Regions from separate parts of the Sus scrofa genome. Here all the other regions are linked to region 4. The links are chromatin contacts, called in public Hi-C and promoter capture Hi-C maps. All regions are on one chromosome and are shown on one strand. The core of a region is the stretch at or near the end of the contact, and the rest is flanking DNA. Distances in the headings are between cores, read along the strand shown.

Region 1 (2,700 bases), core at 96-2,595, 380 kb before region 4:
ATGTGGAGGTTCCCAGGCAAGGGGTCCAATCGGAGCTACTGCTGCTGGTCTACGCTACAGGTACAGCAACGTCAGATCTGAGCTGAGCCTGAGACCTACACCACAGCTCACAGCAACGCCAGATCCTTAACCCACTGAGCAAGGCCAGGGATCAAACCCACAACCTCATGGTTCCTAGTCGGATTTGTTTCTGGTGCACCACGATGGAACTCCCCGTCTCTATATTTCTAAGTAGTTGGTGTGGTTTCTGACGTATGGTATTGGGTAAGGAATAAATGAAAGTCCATAACTATCAGACCCACCCATGGAGTGCTGTAGTTTATGGTGCAGTTTTGGTGTCTTTGCTTAGCCAACTCCTAGTTTAAAACGTCCCTCTTGGAGTTCCCGTCGTGGCTCAGTGGTTAACGAATCCAACTAGGAACCATGAGGTTTCGGGTTCGATCCCTGGCCTTGCTCAGTGGGTTAAGGATCCGGTGTTTCCATGAGCTGTGGTGTAGGTCACAGATGCGGCTCGGATCCCGCGTTGCTGTGGCTGTGGCGTAGGCCGGCGGCTACAGCTCCGATTGGACCCCTAGCCTAGGAACCTCCATATGCCGCGGGTGCGGCCCTGGAAAAAGACAAAAAGAAAAAAAAAGTCCCTCCTCCCTGAGCCACCTGCTCTTTCCCCGTAGCAGCCCTGTTCTTCCTGGCTTGTAGGTATCATTTTCCGAGACTGTATAATCCACCACAACCTCCAAGAGGACAGGAGATGGTTTGTCATATTCACCATGAACTGCCCAGAACCCAGCCAGCAGGTGCTGAAAGTGGATGGAAGAATGGCTGGTCCCGAGCATGCGAGCATGCGCAGTTGTGTTACTACATGGTGGGGGAGGGGTGTGTGCACACCTGGAATTGGACAGGGAGGGTACTCGTACCTCTCGTACCTCTCTCCTGCCCTCCATAGCCTCCTTCCCTTCCATCCAGTTAGCCAGCCACCTCCGCGATGTTACCCTTCTGGGGCCTCAGGGCCCTGGCCATCTGTGCAGCTTGAACTTGCACAGACCCACTCCGCCAGCGGCCGGTGGGGTGATCCCCACCCAGGCCTTGACCCCTCCTGGCTCGGTTCCAACGTCACAAGGGCTCCTGGCCCGATCACTTGACGAGATTATGGTTTCCCTCCTGGGGCTTAGGGAAAAAATGAACACCAAAGAGACTCAGGTGGAGCCGCAGTGTTTCCGTGCGAAGGAGGTCTCAGGCACCATGGTAACGCGGCCTCCTCGGACTCACTTCCGGAGTGGAGTAGCGCATGCGCAAGGCTTCTGGGCGGCCAGGAAAAAGGCTTGTTTCTCCACCCCTTCCCAAGATGCCCCGCGGTCCTTAATTGGGACGTCACGAGCGGGGTGTTACTATACAGCGTGATTGAGTTATCCGCACTATATATTGCAGTCAGCTGGTGCAGGAGCAGTAGTAGGTGTTGCTTTTAAGTCAGATTCGGAGCCTGTGACGCGGCCCACGGGAGAGTTTCGCTTCCGGTTTAAGTGGCTGCGCAGGCGCAGACGTGGCACGAGAGGCCTCAGAGGCTGACCGCTGTTCCAGCGCCACCCCCGGATAGTTTTTCCTAGGATTGGCGGCTCGGGGTTCTCGATCAGGGACCAGAGAGCCGAAACCTCGAGGGCGGCTTCCGCGGGACCTAGAGACCCTCATCCCGGGGGAGTCGAAAAGGACGAGGATCCGACCAGATTTCTACCATTGCGCATCGCCCATGGCGGCCCTCGTAAGTGTAAGGCGAGGGGTTTCCGGGGTCCTGGCTGCAGCCTTTATACTCCCTCACTCACTGCACTGCTTTCTCTCCCCTCAGGGCCCCTGCAGCCAGAATGTCACTGAATATGTTGTCCGAGTTCCCAAGTAAGTCCCAGACCCCAGTTCCCCGTCTCCTCCCAAAAGGGACTAAGCCTTCAGGCACCTCCTGATTCTCCTTCCAGACCGGTAGCAATCTAAGGGCAGGGCTGAGGTTGAGCCGAGGTGTCTGGGGCATCACTGTTTTTTGAAGAGAGTGAATGAATGAACGAATGGGTGCATTATTAATACACAGTATGGGGAGTTCCGTGTGGCTTAGAGGTAAGAAACCCAGCTAATATCCATGAGGATGCGGGTTCAATCCCTGGCCTCACTCAGTGGTTTAAGGATCCAGTGTTGCTGTGGCTGTGGTGTAGGCTGGCAGCTGCAGCTCCGTTTAGACCCTAGGAACTTCTGTATGTGGCCGGTTTGGCCCTTTTAAAAAGCAAAAAACAAAACAAAAACAGTGCCGGTATGATGCAGCCCCCCTACCTAGCATTCCCTCTGCCACTGCCCACTGTGACTGCTGGGTGGATTCTTGTTGATCCTGGAAATCCTAGTTCCACTATATTCCCTATCTGCCACCTCACCCCCCTTGCCTAGGGCTGAGTTCCCAGTTAGCGCCAGATCTTGGGTTCCTAGAAATCTTTGTCCGTTTTTCTGAATGGAGTTGAGAATATGGATCCCACTTTGCCAACAGACTGGGAACCTCTGAGGTCTTTTATGGGTCCCCAGCATTGCCTGACACAAAGGGCTGAGCCAGGGAGGGTTTACTGAATGAATGACTGAGCACTGCCTCTTCATGTCCATTCCAGAAATACCACCAAAAAATATAATATCATGGCCTTCAATGCAGCTGATAAAGTCAATCTTGCTACTTGGAAT
Region 2 (2,700 bases), core at 151-2,650, 280 kb before region 4:
AAAGTTGTGCTTGCATTAAAGTGGCTGTTTATTTTCTCAGCATGATCTCAAACTTCGCCCCCCCCACCACCTCCACACCCCATGCCCCAGCTCACCCTCCTCTGGACTAAAAAGCATGGTGTTACTCTCTGCAATGACTCTGGCCCTCTTCAGAGTATTTGTGTGGACTTACTTTCATCTTCTCAAAGTTACCAATTTTCTGGTGCTGTTCCTCAGTGCAAAGCACCAGCCAGAACACATAATGAAGCCTTGCCTGATACTTAAATGAGGAGTGGAGTGGGGGAAAAGAAGCCAAACAACACCCCCCCCCCGATTTTCTTTCTTAAAGGACAAACCTGCAGCATATAGAAGTTCCCTGGCTAGGGTTCCATCTGGAGCTACACAGCTGCCAGCCTACGCCAGTCACAGCAATGCCAGATCTGAATGTCATCTGTGACCTATGTTGAAGCTTGCAGCAATGCGCAATCCTTAACCCACTGAGCGATGCCAGGGACCCAACCCCACACATCCTCACAGACACTATGTTGATTCTTAACTCACTGAGCCGCAGTGGCAACTCCCCAAACCCCTGATTTTTAATTATAAGAAGGGATTTTAAATAACTGCATAAGGGACCCCAAATCCCAGGCAGAATGCCCAAGAGACAAGTGGCTTACAAGATCCAAAAAAGATGGGGCAATATGTTTAAGACCGATCTAAACACAGTTTACAAGTCGTGGTGAAAGCATGTCATAGTGGGGAAATTAAAGATGGGGTTTTGGACGGACCGGGATGATAAATCTCGTGGATAAAATGAGAGCCTCTTGTTTACGTAGCAGATTCTGATCTGTATCATTCAAATTAGCGTGAACTAGCATCACACTGTATCTTGATGGTCCCCATTTTATGGATGCAAATTGAGACTCAAGGGAAGAAGGGAGATGACCAGGTGGGCCATGATGTAGATCCAAGATTGGAAAATTAATCTGCAGTTCCAGAGACCAGGGTCATTCCATCACACAGTAGCAACACGTGGCCAGGAAACAAAATTGTCCCTGGAGATCCCTCCCCAGACCCCGAACCCTCCACCAAGGCTACCGCCGCCTGGGGAGGCTCGGCCCAGGAATGCTCCGGGCTCTAAGCAGCGCCCCCTGCGGGCCACAGTGCGCAGGCGCGGCGCGCCCGTCCCGCCCCCGCCCCCCTCCACGTGCGGCGCACACCTCGCGCTCCCCTCTGCGGGGCTCGCCTCGCGCCTCCCTCCCTGCCTCCTCCCGCCCCTCCGGTCCGGGTCTCCCATTGGCTGCGGGCTTCGTCCCTCCGACCGCGGCCCGGCAGGCCCCCGCCAGGCCGGAAGTCCCACCCCTCAAGAGGCCGTCCGCCCTGCCAATTGGCCCAGGAGCCTGTCTGTCGGGGCGGCGGGCCCGAGTCGGCGGCGGGGGCCCGCGGTCGGTGCGCGACCCGGGCTGGCGGTGGTTTCCGGTTCCGCGGGGCTGGCGGGCGGGCGGGCGGCCGGGAGCGGCGGCGGCGGCGCCTGACACACAATGAGGGCGGCGGGGAGGCGCTGAGCGGCGGCGGCGGCGAGCGACGCGGGGCCCGGGGGCGGGGCGGGGCGCCAGCCATGGACAATCAGGTGAGGAACGGCCGCGCAGCCCGCGCCGCCCGCCCGGCCCCCTCCCTCCCTCCCTCCCTCCCTTCCCCGCCCGCCTGGCCCGGCCCTCCTCGGTCCTGTCCTCCCCGCCCCCGCTCGGCGCCCGCCCGCCCTGCTTTGTGCGCGCCCACTGCTCCCCCGGCCTTTATGTGGGGCGGGGGCGCCCTTCCCCCACCTGCGACCCTCAGCGGGTCAAAGCGCCTCGGACTACCCTGGAAGCCCCGGTCTCCCGCTGCCCAGAGCCCCCTGGGACTGCCCTCGGAGCCCCGGTCCGTCCCAGATCCCCGTGGGACGTCCCTTGTGACCCCGCTTTAGCCCAGAACCCTTTGGGACGCTCTTCGGGACCCCGGCCTGGCCCACATCCCCCTGGGACGCCCCTTGTGATTCCATTCCGACCCGGAGTCCCCTGGGACCTCTCTTGGCACCCCCGCCCATTCTTGAATTCCCGCAGCCTCCCTCCCCGCAGGGGACCCTTCATTCCTCAGATCCGGTCAGTCCCCCGTTCCTCTCTGAACCTAGGGCTGGTTGGTGTCTCCTTCCTCCTCTGGACCCTTGGCCCCCGGTCCCCTCAAACTTCCTGAGCCCCCCAGCCTGCTGCCTCTTCTAATCATTCAGCCTTTGCTGGGGTTTGAGTCTCCCCAGAACTCCTGGGACCTTGATCTGCAGCCTCTTCCTTTCTTGAACCCAGGCCCACCCTAACCTGTCCTCTAGTCCTTTTTCAGGCCTGAGCCCTCTCTCCCCTCTGATCCTGCCCCTGTCTCAGCCTGAGCATCACTTTCTCCTCAGACCCTTTTCCCATCAGGAGCCAGGCCTGCATTGAACATCCCCCTTTTTGGACCTAGGCTTGCTTCTTCAGATCTTTGACTCACTCTGCTGCTTCAGGGTTTCAGGCCCTGGTCACTCTCCCTTGGACCCAAGGGGCTGTGTCTTCACCTTCAGATCTTCTCTGTGATCGGGCCCATGGGCCATTTCTGCTCTGACCTGGAGCTCTAACACCCTTGACACCAAATGCCTTACTTCTCTCAGCTTGAGCCTTCTTTGCCTCTGTGACTCTGATTTTTTTGCTTCCCTAC
Region 3 (2,700 bases), core at 171-2,670, 270 kb after region 4:
ACACGCATCCCTCAGAACCCCTCAAGACAGGGGTTAGAACCACCCTCTGCCGCTTGCCAATATCAAACGGTGGCACAGAAAGAAAAGTGACTTGTAACAGCGATCCTACTACCTCTGAGTGTTTACATGTGCTAGGCAACACGCCAAGCCTGTTTCATGCCATCTTACTTAATCCTAGCACGGAAGAACTATTACTTTCCTCTTCGAACACAAAAAGAAACAGGATCGAGAAGGGGTAGTAAATGTCTTCCATGCCCAAGATCAGGCCCCTGGGCCTGGCAGGGGCCTGATCTCTCCCCAACCCTCTATGTTCTATCTCGCGATTGCTAACTGCACTTCCCTTTGCATGCTGTGTCCCCGAGTCCGTGCTGGAAGGTCCCTAAGCCGTTTTTTCTCTCTCTTGGAAGATTTTTTTCGGAACGATTACTTTAACAGTTCATTCAAGGCTTCTAGGCCATAACGGATCAAGGAGCATCTATCTTCCCAAAGGAGAACCGCGCGGCCCGCACGGGCTCAGGGAATCAGACGGCTTGGGTTCAAATCCCCACCTCCCCACTCGGGTCGAATGACCTTGGCCCAGTCCCCACGCCGCGGAGGAAATGAGGATTTCAAGGTTCCGCGTCCACTTTCGCAGACTGGGATGAAACCAACCAAAAAAAAAATCCCTAAAAAACAGTGAATGATGCGGAAAACACAGGCCTTAGCCGATGTCACCCGTCACCCCAAACTTCCCCCGTTCGCTTCCCCAGTCTCGCCCCGATGCGACTCTAGACTTCGAACCTGGAGCTCCCGCCGGAGCCAGAGAGAAGCCGGGAGAAGCGCTGAGCGCCAGGCCCAAAGCAGGCCGCAGACAGGGCCGGGGGCGGACCCCGAGGCCAGGACGCCACCGTCGTGGCTGCCGGGGTCCCCCAACCCACTTCCTGCCCACCCCCAAGGCCCCGGCTCCACCTTTTTGAGCCGCTCCATCAAAACGCTCTTGTTGCCGCTCGAGTCCAGATTCCGTTTCCTCAGCTCCGCCCGCAGATCAATCACCCGCAGGTCGCTGAGGCGCCGCGTCCCGGTCTCCGACGAGGCGGAACTCAGAGCGGCTGCGCCCGCCGCACTCGAATCGCCTAGGCCTGACAGAGCCTCCGCCATTCCAGGGACCCTGGCTCCGCCGCCCACTTCACACAGAACCGGGCAGGATTTATCTCGGCTTCTAGCACAAAATGGCGCCGCCTGCGAGGGAACCGCTCCAGCCGCCCCGGCGCGCCTCGCTCCTGCGCAGGCGCACCCGGCGCGGGTTCGACGCTCCCGGTCGCGTCTGCCCATGCGTGGTGAGAGACTTGGGGAACTGCGCGCAGGCGTGTTGCGTTTTGCTGGCCTCCCGCCGCGATCAGCCGGCACACATGCGTACTGCAGTTACGGCGCCTGCGCGTTGTGCCGGGTCACGTGCGTTTGGTCGACGCGCTAGCGTGCTTGCTGCTAAGAATCCCGGTAGGGGCCGCACGCATGCGCTGCCGGAAAAACTGGGCGGGAGGAAGCGAGTGCGTTTTCCTCGCCGGCGGCGCCATTTTGTGTTCAGAGCCGCTACTGCCGCCGGCGGTGTGAGGAGTAGGTGGCGGAGACGGGGTGCCCGGGATGGCGGAGTCTCCGGCAGGGTCCGGTGACTCGGGTTCTGGCACGGCCAGTGTCGTCTCGGGCGCTTCAGAAGCCGGGACGCGGCGGCTCAGCGATCTGCGGGTGATCGATCTGCGGGCGGAGCTGAAGAAGCGGAACCTGGACACGGGTGGCAACAAGAGCGTCCTGATGGAGCGACTCAAGAAGGTGAGGCAACCAGGGGCCCTGGGGTGGCGCAGGAAGCTGGGGCACGCCCCCGAGCGGGCCTGTCACCGTGACTCCCGGGCCCGGGGCGCCTCCGGCCCGCTTCTCGTGGCCGAACCCAGCCCGAGCTGTCAGGGACCGCGGGGATCCGGCTGTGTGACCTTGGCTCGTCACCGCTTCTCTCTGTGTCTTACCTCCTCCTTTTTTTCTAGTTAGTCGTTTCAAGAGCGCTGAAAGCCCACTATAGCTGCAGGGTGGCTTCTAGACTGCACCCGGGGTTTGGGTTGGAGACTGTTTGTGTGACCTTGGACAAGTGCTTTCCGTTACTTGCTCTTGTTTCTTGTCTTGGAGATCCAAGAGAGAAAGATCCTTTGAGGTTTTCTGTCTTGGAGAGGTTTTCTTTCTTGGAGATCCAAGACTGAAGATCCTTTGAGATTTCTCGGGGTGGAGGGTGCTTTGCTGGGTCCTGCCCCAGGACCTTTGTTCCTCCCTTGCTTTTCCCCCGGACTGCTCCTCTCCCAGGTCAACAACTGTCTGGCGCCTTGTCATTTTGGGGTCTGAGATGTCGAGTCGCCGACCAGCCTCCCTAAGTTCTGCTGCACTTCCCTGACTCCATATCGCACCATCCTGTGTTTATTGCTCCCACCTCAGGGGCACTTGACACAAACTGGGGCGGGGCGTTGTCATTTCCCAAGTCAGAACTAGCTTCTTGAGGATCAGGACCTTGTGAGTTCCCTGGGTTCGCCGCGCCTCCCCAGGCCCAGAAGGCACTGGGATACTTGTTGAGTGGAACCACTAACCTCTCCTCTACCCAGGTTGATGGGTGTTTTTCTACCTCAGGTCAAAGATGGCTGGGTTGACCAGCTCCTCAGCCCTTTGCCCCTGCCGCCTTTCTGC
Region 4 (2,700 bases), core at 66-2,565:
GTTCCGGGGTGGCCTAACAGTTAAGGATCTGACGTTGTCACTGCTATGGTGCTGGTCACTGCTATGGTGCAGGTTTAATCCCTGGCCCAGGAACTTGTGTGCCAAGGGCACAGCCAACCCCCCCCCCAAAAAAATCCAAAATGTAAAAAACTACCCTTAGCTTACAAGCCAGAGGTGGCGCAAGGACTGTCGGGCCTTAAACCAAAGACATGTGACACAAAGTCCCAAGCAGAGGGATCACTCTTAAGTGCAAAGATCCTGAGTTTGGTAAGCTCCCAAACACAGAAAGATCCATGTGTCAGAACTGCAAATGAGCAAGGGAGCGCATGGCAGCAGAAAACAGGGGGGCTTTGTAAGCCTAAATGAGAGATTTAGAATGTATTCCAAGTTCAGCGGAAAGTGTTTTGGAAGCATTGAGGAAAGATGTGCTCTTGATCTAACATTTTTTCCCCCCACTGTACAGCAAGGGGATCAAGTTATCCTTACATGTATACATTTTTTTCCCCACCCTTCGTTCTGTTGCAACATGAGTATCTAGACATAGTTCTCAATGCTACCCAGCAGGATAACTCATATTTTTTAAAAGATTCCTCTGCGTGTTGCTTATTTCCTAAAAATGAAAGAGAGCAGAGAGAGAAGATGCTGTTCAGTCTTCCAGGATAGAGATGAGGATGATCTGGCCTCAGGCAGTGAAAGCCTTTCTGGGGAGAACGGGTGGATCTGGGCTCTATTTTGGAGAGGAGGCAGAGTCCAGGGGATGTTCTGAGGGATCCGTAGCAGATGCGTCGCGAATGAGCCCAGGGGGTCCAATAGTCTCCCCTCAGCCCTGTGAAGTTGATCAGCCCACGTGATCAATGAAAACACAGAGGCTCCGTGCCAGGCCCTGTTGAGTCCACGGCCTCGTCCCCCTCCCAAAAGCCAGTGATCTTTAACTTCAGGCTTCTACTTCCCCCAACCATCTCCCACGTCTCCACGTGATCTCAGAAAAACGTCTGCTCAAAGTACTGGTCCCTTAGACGGAGAACTGGTCTGGGGTGACTTAGGACACCCCACGACCCTCCTGCAGGCCCCAGGCCTGCCCGCGTGGAAAGGCCCCCACTCCAGACCCAGCGATTTACCTATTAGAAGGCCTCGATCGCGGCGCCCACCACAACTCACGCTCCCACCGAGGAGGGCGGGACCGCAAAACGAGCGAAATGCGGGACGGTCAGAACCCATCCCTGCCCGGCCGCCTTACCAACCGTTGCTTCCCGCGTCGCCCGGGAACTCCACCACGCATGCGTCTTAACCTACCCACGCCCACACACCCCCACCCACCCTTGATCGGCGGGAAAGGGAGGCGGGGGCGGTTAAAACGCAGGTTCGTGCTCCGAGCTTGGTCGGGCGGGGACAGTGATCCAGAGCCCCACTGCGCGCCTGGCTCAGCGCGCATGCGCAAGCTGCCTGCCTCGCTCGGAGTCGGCTTGGGAAGTACGCACGCGCGGGAGTTTCTGGCAGAAAGCAGACGAGCCCCGGCCGGCGCGAGGCCTTGTGGGAGGGCTTAAGGAAGTAAAATGGCGGACCTGGCGAACGAAGGTAGGGGAGGCGCCGTCGGGGGCCAGCTGGCGGCCAGGGAACGGGCGGCGGGAGGCCTTGGGACCACAGGCCCGAGGGGTGAGCACCCCGAGGTGCAGGGAGCCTGTGTGCTCCGGGAGGGCGGCCCAGCGGGCCCTGCAGCCGCCCCCCATTGCGTTCCCTCAGGCCGGGCTCATCCGCCCGGCCTATCACTCCCGGCAGCCCCAGCCTTACCACGGTCTGGCTAGACGGCTCGGGAAACTGCGGGGGGCTGCGGCCCTGAGGCCTTTCCGCCTTGCAGGCCAGGCCTGGGGCTGAAAAGGGGCGGGAGGCGCGCCCTCAGCGCCTCGGTCACAGATGTAAATAGACCTCCGGGCCTGGTCGTGGGCCCAGCGCGCCACGCTCCCTCCCCGCCCCCTCGTTCTCGGTACCTGGGCTTCCCCTCTTCCCTGCCGTGCCGCCCCACCCCCTAATCCTCCACCCGCCTGGAGGCTTCTCATCCTCCACCCGCCTGTCCCACGCCGAGGATGGAGAACGTCGGGTTTGTTTCGCCCCCACCCCCAAAACGGCCCCCCAGTTCCCGCCAGTTCCCCCGGATCCTTCGTGGCGACCCGCGACTCCGCTCATTTAGGCTCAGTCTCAGGATGTGGGCCACCGAAAGCCTTGGCTGCCTTTCGGCCCTTTTTTGTTGCACTTCCAGAAAGAGGCAGGCTGTATGATTCTCTCCTGCGGAGCGCTGACATCCCACCTGAGCGATTTTGACAAGGTTACAGTTCCGAACGGCCCAGAGAAAGCGCTCCATAAGTCGATGTCTGATGAAATCAACCGTGATGTTGAGATCGCTGTAGCTTCAGGGCCTCTGAGGCCTATTTTTAGTTCCCTCCGTTTCTAGGTGCACAACTACAGGCAAGCTCTCTACCTGCCTGGCCCTGATTCTCCCGTACCCTTGTCCCTGCTGTCCTGAGGTTTCCATACTCAGCTGCACGAATGGCAATAATATGTGCTCACCCTCGTGGAGCGTTTGGCCTGGTACCAGGTACTGTTCAAAGCCTTGAGGTGTTACCTGGATTAAGCCTCACTCCTCACAATAGCGCCCTGAGGAAAGGACTGTTAACCCCCTTCTTGGTGAGGAAACTGAGTTTAGAG

What was found. Promoter capture Hi-C pulls out the DNA fragments that hold promoters and counts their contacts. Hi-C and Micro-C count contacts between places; a contact is called where the count stands out from the background.
Region 1: a promoter capture Hi-C map of liver shows a contact between it and region 4, with 4 times the contacts expected there. The contact joins the promoter of GTF2F1 here to the promoter of RANBP3 in region 4. A contact is called at or near these places in 1 of 5 promoter capture datasets (liver) and 1 of 47 Hi-C or Micro-C datasets (skeletal muscle).
Region 2: a contact with region 4 is called in a promoter capture Hi-C map of liver, with 4 times the contacts expected there. The contact joins the promoter of MLLT1 here to the promoter of RANBP3 in region 4. A contact is called at or near these places in 2 of 5 promoter capture datasets (fetal liver and liver) and 8 of 47 Hi-C or Micro-C datasets (alveolar macrophages, embryonic fibroblasts, heart right ventricle and 4 more).
Region 3: a Hi-C map of liver shows a contact between it and region 4, with 3 times the contacts expected there. The contact joins the promoter of SAFB here to the promoter of RANBP3 in region 4. A contact is called at or near these places in 2 of 47 Hi-C or Micro-C datasets (heart right ventricle and liver).

Annotation. Positions count from the first base shown.
Region 1 is chr2:72,686,267-72,688,966 of Sscrofa11.1, forward strand. It overlaps GTF2F1 (general transcription factor IIF subunit 1), which reads left to right and starts at 1,346. Exons shown (of 12, transcript XR_301807.3): 1 at 1,346-1,753; 2 at 1,838-1,884; 3 at 2,631-2,700.
Region 2 is chr2:72,779,550-72,782,249 of Sscrofa11.1, forward strand. It overlaps MLLT1 (protein ENL), which reads left to right and starts at 1,401. Exons shown (of 11, transcript XM_021083993.1): 1 at 1,401-1,609. The coding sequence starts at 1,598.
Region 3 is chr2:73,333,074-73,335,773 of Sscrofa11.1, forward strand. SAFB (scaffold attachment factor B1) reads right to left here and starts at 1,421. Exons shown (of 21, transcript XM_021084024.1): 1 at 949-1,421. The coding sequence starts at 1,311. It overlaps SAFB2 (scaffold attachment factor B2), which reads left to right and starts at 1,469. Exons shown (of 18, transcript XR_002341685.1): 1 at 1,469-1,806.
Region 4 is chr2:73,061,567-73,064,266 of Sscrofa11.1, forward strand. It overlaps RANBP3 (ran-binding protein 3), which reads left to right and starts at 1,316. Exons shown (of 17, transcript XM_021084014.1): 1 at 1,316-1,575. The coding sequence starts at 1,554.